2 separate regions of the Sus scrofa genome follow, and region 1 is linked to region 2. Evidence: chromatin contacts called from public targeted proximity ligation data. All regions are on one chromosome and are shown on one strand. The core of a region is the stretch at or near the end of the contact, and the rest is flanking DNA. Distances in the headings are between cores, read along the strand shown.

What was found.
Region 1: a contact with region 2 is called in a targeted proximity ligation map of skeletal muscle. A contact is called at or near these places in 1 of 47 Hi-C or Micro-C datasets (skeletal muscle) and 2 of 2 datasets of targeted methods (alveolar macrophages and skeletal muscle).

What each region holds. Positions count from the first base shown.
Region 1 is chr5:92,912,648-92,915,500 of Sscrofa11.1, reverse strand. No RefSeq gene overlaps it. Among named protein-coding and RNA genes, the nearest start is that of ATP2B1, 22 kb to the left of the region's middle.
Region 2 is chr5:92,715,887-92,718,921 of Sscrofa11.1, reverse strand. No RefSeq gene overlaps it. Among named protein-coding and RNA genes, the nearest start is that of ATP2B1, 220 kb to the left of the region's middle.

The DNA of each region.
Region 1 (2,853 bases), core at 16-2,515, 200 kb before region 2:
AAACAAAAAGAAGAAAGAATGGCTCTTAGAAAGACAACCAAATGGGACACCCACCCCATCATTCATTGATGTGCTAAGTTAATGCAAATTTCAACAAGTGGGACCAAGCAGACACACCGTCTGAAAACACTGAAAACATTTTTTCCCTATTGTCAGTTGGGTCCTTTGCCTTTTGTTTCTGTTGACATCCCCACCGATGTTAATAACATTCCTCATCTCTAACCTCCTCTTTTAAGACTTTCTTTCAGCCTTTAGAAATTCAGATGGATTCTTCAGCATCAAAGGCCCTGGAGGGAGTGTGGTGTGGAATGCAATTATTGAGTAAAACTGAATTTCGGCTTTTTTCATCCTGCATCGCATGATAAGGTACTCGCCTGCATCAAGTTGCTCTGGTGTCTGATTTCCTTCACTGGAAGGAGACCGCGGGCCTGGCTGGTGTTCTCCCTCCTACCCCAGTATAACAGGCTGCTCCTTGCAGAGCGAAGGGAGAAACACTAGGAAAAAAGTACCCAGAGCCATGGCTCAGTAAGTAATTAGAAGATGTGCCACCAAATGCCAGGTAAGAAGATGTGGCAATTTTTCAGAAAGTTTGAAGCCAATGAGAAGAGGTGCTGGATGAGTTTCCTGATGTGTGTTTTCATGTCGTGCGGGTTCTAAATCTTTGTATGCTGCTCCTGAATTTGGGCTGAGGCCAGCCGATGGAGCTTATGAGAGTCAAAACATTTTTCTATCACCAGAGAGCCTCCGACTCTTTTCCCCCCCAAGTCCTACAGCTTCTCATCTAGGTGTCCAAAGAGAAGCTTTTAAAAATAGAGGCCCTGAATGAGAAACGTGGTTCTGGGATGTGGACGAGACCATGCCACTTGGTTGCACAGCCCTCGGAAGTCAGTTTCAACTTCTCAGATCTAGTTGTATGGAGAGGTTTAACCCTCGGTTGAATGAAAAGATTCATCCCATGTAAAAGTATGGCAAACGAGCTCTCTCTGAGTTAGGACACACAGACCTCCCATGACCCACTTTGTGGCTGAAACTTCAATTCAAAGAACAGACCATTCAACTGAGTTGATCTAACTGTGCTTCCTCTTTTCTTGGAACAACAGCCCTGCAGGGCAGGAGAGATAAATGAGGGCCTCCAGGTTTCCACCTATTTAAGCCCCTGGACCTCTCAGCCTCCCCATATCTCCTTGCTCCTGTCCTCTCCACAGTGGCCAGGAAGCATCTGTCCATGCTGCCAGCTCTCATTCTCCAGCCTGCTGCTGGCTCTGGTCCATCCACCTGTCCTGTCACTGCAGCTGTCACCCCTTCCTTGTCTCAGAGGTCTGGAGGGGATCCCTTTTCACCACTGCGCGCAGCTCCCTTCTACGATCCCAATGTTAGCCTGACTCTAATTCACAGGCACTTCTGCCAAAGACTCTGGAGCATTTCCTAGGGTCTAAGAGGAAATAAATGTGAGTGACAAAATCATGTGTCTTCCCCCCAGATTTTCTTCCTCGCTGCTATGAATGGTTATTACAGGATGGAGTCTAAACATCTTGATCTTTTCCCTACTTTCGGTGGGGTGGTCCCTCTTCCCGTTTCTTTTTGGGCAAGAGAGTGGTCATTATGGTTTTCTACTTTTTCCATTTTGATTTTTTTTTTTTCTCCAGAGGACCAGTAGATTCTTGAGCCGTTAGAATTCCTGGAAGCCTGTTTTTGTTGTTGTTGTTTGATTTTTGTTTTTAATCCCCAGTTCCCCATGGAGATATACTGGCTCAGTTCTTCCTTACTTTCCATCTTTTCTCAGCTGCTGCCTCCCAAAGCACTGGCACCTAAATAAGGCCATCAACGAGGACCTGCTGTACGGTACGGAGAAATTTACCCCATATTCTGTGACAATTTATATGGAAAAAGAATCTGAAAGAGAATGGATGTGTGCGCATGTATAACTGACTCGCTTTGCTGTACAGCAGGAATGATCACAACTTTGTAAATCAGCTCGACTTCAATAAAACTTAAAAACAAACAAACAGAAAAGAAAGTAAGGCCGTCAACATATCATGGGAAACCATGGTTTTGACAGTATTAAGAATACGGTTCTGTGTGTTTCCCAGCTGGTGGCCTGTCTCCTTCTTATCGAGAACATCTCGTCTTGAACACACTCGAGCAGATGTGGCGCTAGGCAGGAGGTGCGAAAAAGGGTAGCTGGGTTTTGAGGTAGTGGGAGCCCCAACACTCATGACTCTGGTATTAAGTCATTTATTCGCTCATTAGACTTTTAGTAAACATTTGCTATGTCTAAGAGAAAAATGTTAATGACACTGGCGAATTATAAAGATGCAAGAGGCACAGCGCAAACAGTTAGTGTACAGAGCAGAGCATAATTTGGACAGAACTGAGGGAACGTGAAATAGAGCCTACTTGAATTATAAATTTGGCAATATTCCCTGTAGAGATGGCATCTGAAGTTTTGCGAAAGGCATTTATTTATAAAGTCAGCAAAAATGTATTAAGTACCATGTGGTAGGCTCTTGCAGAACATGAGTTAACAGAAATGGGGAGTTATTGTTTAATGGGCATAGAGTTTCAGTTTTGCAAGAGGTAATGTGCTATGGAGGAGTTCCCATTGTGGCTCAGCAGGTTAAGAACCAGACTAGTATCCATGAGGATGCAGGTTTGATCCCTGGCCTCTCTCAGGGTGTTAAGGATCCACTGTTGCCACAAGCCGTGGAATAGATCACAGATGCAGCTCAGATCTGGCATTGCTGTGGCCAGCAGCTGCAGCAGCTCTGATTCGACCCCTCGCCTGGGAACCTCCATATGCCACAGGTGCAGCCCTAAAAAAAAAAAAAAAAAGTTCTGGAGATAGAGGTGGTG
Region 2 (3,035 bases), core at 57-2,556:
GATTACATCAGCCCTTGAAAAACCTGTGTGAGAGATGCAATTATTCCCCCACCTTTTTTTCTTGCTTTTTGGGGCTGCACCTGCAGCATATGAAAGTTTCCAGGCTAGGGGTGGAATCAGAGCTGCACCTGCCGGCCTACGCCACAGCCACACCAACGCAGGATCCAAGCAACATCTGTGACCTACACCACAGCTCATGGCAATGCCAGATCTTTAATCCACTGAGCAAGGCCAGGGATCGAACCCACATCCTCATGAATACTAGATGGGTCCTTAACCCACTGAGCCACAAAGGGAACTCCCTATTCCCATTTTCTAGATCAGGAGTTGAGGCTCAGAGAACTTGAGTGACTCTTCTAACATCACACAAGTAGACTGTAGAAGAGTCAGATTTCATGCTTTCCAGACCAGGCTACTTTATGTCATAATAATAATAGTTGAGCACTCACTGTATGCCAGGCTTTATTCTAAGGGCTTCACAGAAATTAGCTCATTCAACACTTACAACAGACCCCTGCAGGATATGTCCTAGATTGCTTCTGTGAAATACCAGACTGTCTGTTAAGGTAAAGTCATGTCATTTGACACATACTGGTAGACTTGTCTTAGCCTGATTTTGCCTCTGTGAGGGCATTCAATTCTATGATTAGTGAGTCTGCACACTTGAGATGAGGAAGCAGGAAATTCTCTCCAAGCTAGTGTGATAGTAACCGTTGGAGAAAATGTTCCTTCCTGTTAAGGGAGAAGAAAGATTAGCACATTGGAATCCTCTTCTGGAAACCATAGCTCTGTGTTTCTTCCGTGGCAGTAGTAACCTGTCTGGATTCCTACAGAAAGAATCTCATGACTAAGTCTGCCTCTTTAGTCTGCCTCTTTCACAATCGAGATGTGAGAAAGTTGAGATGACTCCCTCCCCTGATATATAAGCCTGGGTCAAGGCTGGAACATAAATAGCAGAAAATGGAATGAGAGAGTCATAGCACCCAGCTGGAAACCAGAAACCTGGCACCCTTTGACCTTGTTATTAGTAAATATTCTTTTTTAGAAACAGAAGGATTATTCAAGGGGAACAGCGAGAACTGATTATTGATAACAATTCAACAGTCATAGGAGAATAAAAGTTAAAAAATAAGCTCTAGGGCATTTATCTGAGGTCTTTGTGGGGCGAAGGTTACAGGCTGTATAAAATAGCAATGATTTTCTAAAGGCATTTAATAGGAAAGAGAAACTATTGAGATATTTGATCTCTTCCTCTAACTCCCCAACCTTGTAACCCTAGGACTTCAGCCATGGAATCACACACATCAAAAGGGGTGGTTCAGGCTGGTCGGATGGTTCACACCATTTTCTGCCAATGAAGAACTGTATACTAATACACCCAGCAAAATGCCATGCCCAGAGTTTAGAGAATCAAAACTTTGTTTTTTTTCTAAGGAAACATTCTATTCTCCTTCCTAGAGTCTCTGTGTGTGCATGCGTGCATGTGCACATCTGTGCTCTTTGATGGTTAAGGAGGGGGGGTTGGACTGGGTATGGAAAAGGCTAATTCTCCACATGAAGAGTAAATTTTTATTTTTTGATTCTATCATTTATTTAGTTTCTCCATGGATACAATTTTCCTTCTCAATTTTCTTGAGAAATCAAAGCAATGAATTAATCACATTTTTTTGGTCTTTTTAGGGCCGCACCTGTGGTATATGGAAGTTCCCAGACTAGGGGTCAAATTGGAGCTGTAGCCTTGGACCTACACCACAGCCACAGCAACGCCAGATCCGAGCAGCATCTGCGACCTACACCACAGCTCACGGCAACATTGGATCCTTAACCCTCTGAGCAAGTCCAGGGATCAAACCCGTGTCCTCATGGATACTAGTCAGGTTTGTTACTACTGAGCCATGATGGGAACTAAATATGAACAATAAATGTTCATATTTATTGACATTGGAAAAGAGCAGGATGAAAAACAGAAACCGCTTTCCTCACTAAATAGAAAGCTTAAAAAAAAAAAAAGTTTTGAAAAAACACATCCAGTAAGTAAGCTGTTAACAGCTGGTAGGACATTGAGATATTTGTTTTTTAAATTAAGATAGCTAATGCAGACATTCAACAATTAATAGAGATAACCATGAAGCCAAAATGGCATTGGGTAATCAAAGTGGATTTTAGTTAAAAAACAGGAAAATGAAAAACTCCGGACACTCTAAAAATGTATTTCATGTGAAGGAAGAAAACACTGAACAAACTAATCGAGTAAAAGAACGTACGAATGCACTTCAGTTTCCAGTAATAAACTGTTGAAATACAGTCATCTTCCTGGCCTCTGCGTATGCTAAAGATTCACCAGACTTTTCTCTCCTTAACCATAGTTAGTAGGAGGATGCTGCTTTTGACACCTCTTCCATTCTCCCCCAGTATGTGGCATTAGCGAGGTTTGAATTCAGCTCCAAAGAGGACAATGGTTTGCTGAATTCCATGCCATTTTCTAGTGACTGCTTTGAGAGCCCAGAGCTAAGCCAGTCTTCCCATAACTTTGAATAATCAGATTGAAGGAGGACTTTCATTCCATGACTGGAAAAGGGGCACATTTAATTTCCCTCTCCATGTGGAAAAGGGAGAATGTAGCCTTGTGTATCACGGGCCACTGCCTTGCAGTCAGGGGGCTGGGGAAAGAATCTAGGTCCTTGGCGACATCGCGGACTTGTCTGATTAACCTACGGTGATGTCCACTCTTCACCGGACATCCATTTACTTGAACCAGTAAGCGTCCTTACCGGCTTTCAGGCACTTGTTTCCAAAAATGTTTTGACATATATAAATAGTACAAGTCTTTCCTCTCATTAGTGAACCTAGAGGATATAAAGAGAAACTTAAAATTGAGGCAGCATTTACACTGCTTTTTGTGAAAAAAACAGATAGATAAGTACAAGTGAAAATTTTATTTTAATTTAAAATTTAAAGCTTTGTCCATTGAAGATTTTACTCTTTACACCAGAGGACAGAGACAATATCTAGGTTATCTTTGTGTTCCCAAGACC